Regions from separate parts of the Arachis hypogaea genome. Here region 2 is linked to region 1. Evidence: chromatin contacts called from public Hi-C data. All regions are on one chromosome and are shown on one strand. The core of a region is the stretch at or near the end of the contact, and the rest is flanking DNA. Distances in the headings are between cores, read along the strand shown.

Region 1 (3,205 bases), core at 522-3,021:
AATTATCAAAACCTCATAACCATTTGAATTCGCTTGACTCAGATTTACAAGATGACATAGCTTGCTTCAAGCTGACAATCTCCGTGGGATCGACCCTTACTCACGTAAGGTATTACTTGGACGACCATGTGCACTTGCTGGTCAGCTATGCGGAGTTGTGAAAAGTGTGATTTACAATTTCGTGTACCGCACGGCCAAGGAGCTCGTCACGCAACAATTTGGCATGCCAAAAGCAAGGCCATGGAGCGCTGCGCTCCTTTACTTAACCGAGCGCTAGGAGGCTGCCCAAGGGGCTTGTGACGCAACAATTGAGACCAAGCGGGAGTGTTGCGCTCTCCTTGTCAACCGAGTCATGCGTTGGGAGTGTCTCATGGCACATTTCTGGTCTAAAAATCAAATTTAATTGAATCCTTCACCAATTTTGAAAGGCCTACTCTAAATTCTAAAATTCAAAAATAGGAAGTGTATAAATAGAAGTTAGTTTGATTTAGAGAGGGACTCTTTTGACCTTTTTGACACTTTTACTTTTCATTTTTCATTTTTCATTTTTGGGAGCTCATTTTTAGATTTTAGCTTTGGGTTTGGGAATTGGGATTGAGAGTTGAATTCTCTTTCTCTTTGTTCTTACTTCTACACTCTTCACTCTTTGTTTTGGATCTTGGATTGAGAATTAAAGGAATTCAGTTTCATTCTTGATCTGAGATCTCTCTATGTTTACTTTCTGCATAATTTTAATGAATTGTGATTTGGATCTAAGTTTTCTTTACTGCTCTCATCTCTATTTCTTCTGCAATTACTCTCTGTTGGATCAAGGAAGGAATTGAGATATAGACTTGTTTTCTAGTCTCATTCAACCTCTGAGATCTTCAACTTCTCTTTTAGATTTCATAATTGAGTTGAATTCACTTTCTGTATTGCTTCTTCAAGAAATTTTCATTTTATGTTTGAGATCTGCTGCATTTCCATTGATCTTTTACTTCTTTGATTGATTGCTATTTACATTCTATTGTTTAACTTTAAATTCCATGTTTCCATATCTTTTTTACTCTTTCAGCAATTTTACATTTCTTGCATTCTAAGATTCTGACATTTACATTTCTTGCAATCTAAGTTTCAGTCATTTACATTACTTGTTCTTTAAGATTCATCTCTTTTACTTCTTCTGCTCTTTAATTTACTGTCAATCCCCTCTCTCCCTTTAAATATCATACAATTTAGTTTCTGATCGATAGAAATCACTCAAATTAATATTTGTTTGCTTGACTAAATTAACCACCTAACTAAAATTGCTCAATTCTTCAATCCTTGTGAGATCGACCTCACTCATGTGAGTAATTACTACTTAATGCGATCCAATACACTTGCCAATAAATTTTGTATTGAATCGTTTTCCACACATTAAATACATCGCCGACTTCAACGTTGAATACACCGAAAGCCAAGAAGATCTAGCAACATAGAGCTTATATATAGATGAGTCATAAAACAAAATTAAAAGTGGAGCCGACGTTATTTTAAAAAGCACCCGAAGAATCCGAATAGAACTCTCCCTAGTCTAAGGTTTGAGTTCCATACTTCTAATAATTAAGCGGGGTACGAGACAGAATAATTACCATTGTAAATCTTGCACGTGACCGTGAATGCGAACATGAGATCACGACAGAATAGTGGTCAATGACATCAGCTGCTACGTCACCCCATTATCTAATCTAAAAAGAAGGCCGTGATTGGCTTGCAATTATTCTGTATTCCTTTAGCTAGCTAGAGTCATCTTGGTCATCTTAGAGATTTGTTATATCCGTCCAATTCTCCATGGATATATATACTTTCCACGTTAACAGTGGATACCATTGCATTTATTTATCTATTGATTTTAAAAAATAGAAAAATACAGAAAATTAATTTTTAATTAACCAACATTAATCAATTCTTTTAGGCAGGATTTATAATTTAAAATTTAAAGAATTAAAAGTTTATAATTTAAAATTTAAAATTTAAAATAAATCAAATAATTAAAAACATAACTAAAAAAATTAATTCTCTAACATTATTCATAAAAACATATATTTTTCTTCATCTCATCTAAGAGTTTATATATAGCACTATAGGCGGTGGAATCTCTAAAAAAAGGTTTTTCAAAATAAATTTTCTTCTGCTCATGTTATTGTTATGGCGATATCTCGATTTAAGTTTAGTATTGTGATTTACTACTATTTTTACATTTTAAAAATAAATGAACATTAAAAAATAAATATATAAAAATTTATTGTAATAAAAAATAATTTTACTGCATTAAGATATATATGGATGGACCGAGGTGATCAAGAGAGAGGCACTTGCCACACTAGAATTTTGAAAATATGTGATAGTTATGTATAAATAAATATATTTAAATTTATCGTTATATTCTTTTAGTCCTCACATTAAATTGTAAATAATTCTTTTGAGAATTTTGTTAAAATAATTTTTTATATTAAAGTTAATATTGTTATGGATCGGGCCTACAGAAGGTCCGAAACCGACCCACTGAAACTCTTAATCAACTTTCGAATTCAAACGTCTCCCTTATCTTAGCCAAATAAAATAAGATAAGATATTCACCATCACTTATAAATAGAGGACCCAGGTCTCTCTAGGTATTCATTCATTCCTCACACCTTATACCTCTTAGATTCATTCTAACTTGGGCGTCGGAGTGTCTTTGCAGGTACCACCCCCATTGCTCCAGTCAGATAATTTGGCATCCGCCTCGACCCGCAAGTTTCTGATCCATCTCTCAACCCGTACCAGGCATATCTTGTACATTGGCGCCGTCTGTGGCGACTTGCAACACCGTGACGGAATAGCGGACGTCTTCGAGGAGCAATCTCCAAGCCACCACGATAACTCCCAAACGAGGAACCCAACTCCCGATCACAAAGAGGCTACACCTCATGCAAGGATAGCAACCACTATACGCCAGAATACCCCAGCTTAAAACAAGGAAAATGGCCCCCGAAGTACTGGTCACTGAAAATCTGGGAGAAAAGGCAGTCCAGATAATTCAAGATCTCTATCTCTGGGTACAAGAACACGAAGGACAAGTTCCAACTAAGGAAAAACACCACGTCAAAAGCGGAAGCCACGCGACTTCCTGATCAAGATCCCGCCATGAAGCCAGACATGGCAGGTCACCTGAACGACGACACAGCGGGAGAAACGATCG
Region 2 (3,384 bases), core at 776-3,275, 87 kb before region 1:
GGAAGCAGTGATTATAATAAAAGCCATTCTATAACACTGCACTCCAACGCAAGAAAGGTCCTCTCCATCAACCCTCTTAAGCCCTTTCGCTTCCAATAGCTTCAAAGCCTCTTTATCATACAAAGAGCCCGTCACTTTCACATTCAATATGTAAGATCCAACGGGACTCGCCGCCGCACCAAAATTGTACAATGTTGAGTAGTATTTGAGACCAAATATTTCGGAAATGATTGCAAACATTAGAGGCCACTGAGCTCCGAAGCAGAACCCTATGATCACCGAAGACAAGTAGAGAGAGTTTGGAACACCGAGAGCTATGAGGACGTGACCAACGCAAGAGAGAAGCATGACCAGTGAGAGCATCAAAGGGCGAGGGAATCTGTACTTCTTCAAGAGAATCTCCGACGCAAAGCCGGAAGCAACGCGCCCGAGGTAGTTCCATATGCTAACTAGCGATACAAACGTTGTGGTGCTCTTTTTAGGGTACCCTAGAGAGTTCCCAATCTGTCCCAAGTTGTCAATGGCGGTTAAGGTTCCACCCACACCAAACGTGGTTGCAATGAATAGAATCATCATGTCAATGCTAAACAAGGCTTGTAAGATGGTATAGTCCTCCCCCCTGCTCGGAGGCTTGAACGCGGTGCTCCAACAAGAAGCGGATTTAGAATCAGCAGAATTAGTGTCAGTATTAGTGTTAGTGTTAGTATTAACAATATTAACACCGACACTGGGATCGGATTCTACTGCTGCTGTTTCTTCAGATTTGTAATTTATGCTCGAAGGTTGAACTTCGGCAGTCCTGGCTCTAAAGTTGTTGAATTCCTCTCTAAACACAATAGCAAGAGGAAGAAGAAGCAACAAAACAATTACCAAGCCATCCACCACGTCCTCGACGGTGGTAAAACTAAGCTTGTTTTGTACTATGATAAGCACCATAAGAAAAGCAGCTAAACCAAGAGAAATATACAAAAGATTGTTAAAGACTTTGAGCTCCTTTTTCTGTTGAACCGCGTCAAGTTTCAAGATCCTAATAGTGGGTAGGAAAATGATGGAAACCGCAGCCGGTAACCAACCTATAAGTAAGATAAGAGACTTGGAATCCTCACCATAGAAAGCATGGTAGAGCTGCGTGATAATGGCGCCACTTAAACCAACATAGCCTTTGAGAAGGCCTAGTATGCTTCCGCGGCTACCGGGGAAGTTCTTGACGCACGTGACTAACGCCCCGGTGTTCGCAAAAGACTGCGAGTTGGCACCAATGCAAATGTACAGGCACATCTGCCAGATCTGCGGTCTGGGAATTCGGTTAGTTACTGAGAGCCAGATCATGAGGTAACCAAAGAGGTTCATGATTGCGCCGATGGAGAGAACAACCCAAGGGGGAGTAATCTCATTGATTAGTCCCGAGAGCACGCCAACATTGGCGCCAAGGTCTTTGAAGAAGCTTAGCATGTTGAGGGTAGATTGGTCATATCCTAGGGAGGTTTTGATGTCGTTGGAGTACAAGCCGAACATGTAAGTTGCACCCGCAACGGCCATGATTAGAAGTGAGGCGAATACCATGAACCAACGGCCCTTGATTACTTGGTGAGTGAATGACATTATTGCCCTCCACCCACCTTTAGGGAACTCGGATGAAGAAGAAGAAGCCACCACCATTGTTTTGTATTTCTAATAAGTGGTGTTATTTGGATTATTATTCTTATGGTTTATTGTAAGCTTATGCGGAATCCTCTCTCTCCCTCTATATATATATATATATATATATATGCATATCCGTGTGTGGGATAAATTGGATTAGAAATAGAAAAAAAGAAAAGAAAAAGTTGCACACGGAATAAATTATGATGAGTTTTTGACTTTGAAATACCGGTCGTTGAAGGATTTTAAGTAAGTTGGGTGTCTATGATACCCGGGAAAAATGATTTCTTTTTCGCATATTTTTTGACAGAAACATCCATCTTCTCTTTGTATGTGTGTGCGCGCTTGAGAGATAAGTAGTTAGTACAATTATATGAGCTTAGAAAACGACATGCACTCTACGCGGTGCTCCTTGATTACCAATAGAAGAAAAACAATTGCTTTAACTTTTTATTTATAATAGAACTTATACTCACTCTTAATTAATTTTATTTCTTTAATTTCGTTTTTTTAACATGTCATTGTCCTTTTTATATATAGGCATGGTATTATTCCAGCATGTTCCTATCATATGTATATATGTATATATGAATCATCTAAATAAAGCTTATATTGAGAGATAGATGATGAGACTGAATCAGTGGAAAAGTGGGGAGGACCGAATGGAAGGCCAAATTCTCTTTTCAAATGAATCCACTGGTTCAGATTTTGCCGTCTCTATGATTTTGGGTACAACGAAATTGAACAAAACTCCAATGTCTCAGGCAATTACTCGTTCCTTCAAAAATTTTAACTATTATATCATAATTTACTAAAGTACTCATTTCTTTTCTAAATCTTCTATTATCGATGTCGTTGCTTGGTCGTCAACCAGCCTCCATTATCGCTGCTGGAATTCTCCTCACCACCACTAGTTCATCAATAAAGATCCTTATTAGCATCGCTTTTCTCCAGATTGGAAACGAACAGCGTCGCTAGGCTCCTCTTTACCGTCATTGCTTAATTGGCTTGTCACATACCGTCAACAATGTCACTCACGGCTAATAAAAATAACCATCCACTTAAGGATAAAAATAATCATCTGCATACCTAATGAATTGAACATCCAACATATTTTTATTGTATATAACTAAACCCAATCCAATCAAATTACCATCTACATAAGAATTAAAATAACCATATGTATACCTACTAAAATGACCATCATGAACTAGCCATTGAAGTAGCTTCAATGAAAGGCCGTAGTGAAAGACACAACGACTAGCACTACTGCTACTCCTTCAATAGTTCGACAACTACTGGTGACGGCCACTGGTAATGATGAAGGTTCTCCTCCAGTGACTCAAGTGAAAACTATGCAATCACTGGCTTAAGTGGTGATTGATGTAGAAAATCACGCAATTACTAACACTGTTGCTACTCCTTCAACCGATGAGGATGAAGGATTGGATGAAGAAGAAGAAGAAATGATTGAAAGGGTAAAACTATACAACCTTTTCTGAACACGTAGAAGGAGAATGAAGAGTGGCGCGAAAACAGCAGCAGCAGTGGATGGGTGGTGGATGGGAGGCATGTTGGGCTGAGATAGAGGGAGGCATATCCGGCTGACCTGTGGAGGTGGAGGAGCGTCGGGCTGAATGGCAGAGGAGAGGACCGGAATGAACGACGGTGTGAATAGAGGAGTGGAAGAGGGTTGAGATGGAACGGGATCGTGATGTAATGATATATTAAGAGGAGGATATA

The links. Hi-C and Micro-C count contacts between places; a contact is called where the count stands out from the background.
Region 2: a Hi-C map of leaf shows a contact between it and region 1, with 2.5 times the contacts expected there. The contact joins the promoter of LOC112696580 here to the enhancer-like site in region 1. A contact is called at or near these places in 2 of 8 Hi-C or Micro-C datasets (both in leaf).

Annotation. Positions count from the first base shown.
Region 1 is chr6:45,697,802-45,701,006 of arahy.Tifrunner.gnm2.J5K5, reverse strand. No RefSeq gene overlaps it. Among protein-coding and RNA genes, the nearest start is that of LOC114924148, 3.6 kb to the right of the region's middle. Within about 2 kb of position 1,771, at least 3 of the 3 cell types and tissues checked have open chromatin away from gene starts, as enhancers often do.
Region 2 is chr6:45,785,221-45,788,604 of arahy.Tifrunner.gnm2.J5K5, reverse strand. LOC112696580 (protein NUCLEAR FUSION DEFECTIVE 4) reads right to left here and starts at 2,025. Exons shown (of 1, transcript XM_025749402.2): 1 at 1-2,025. The coding sequence starts at 1,659.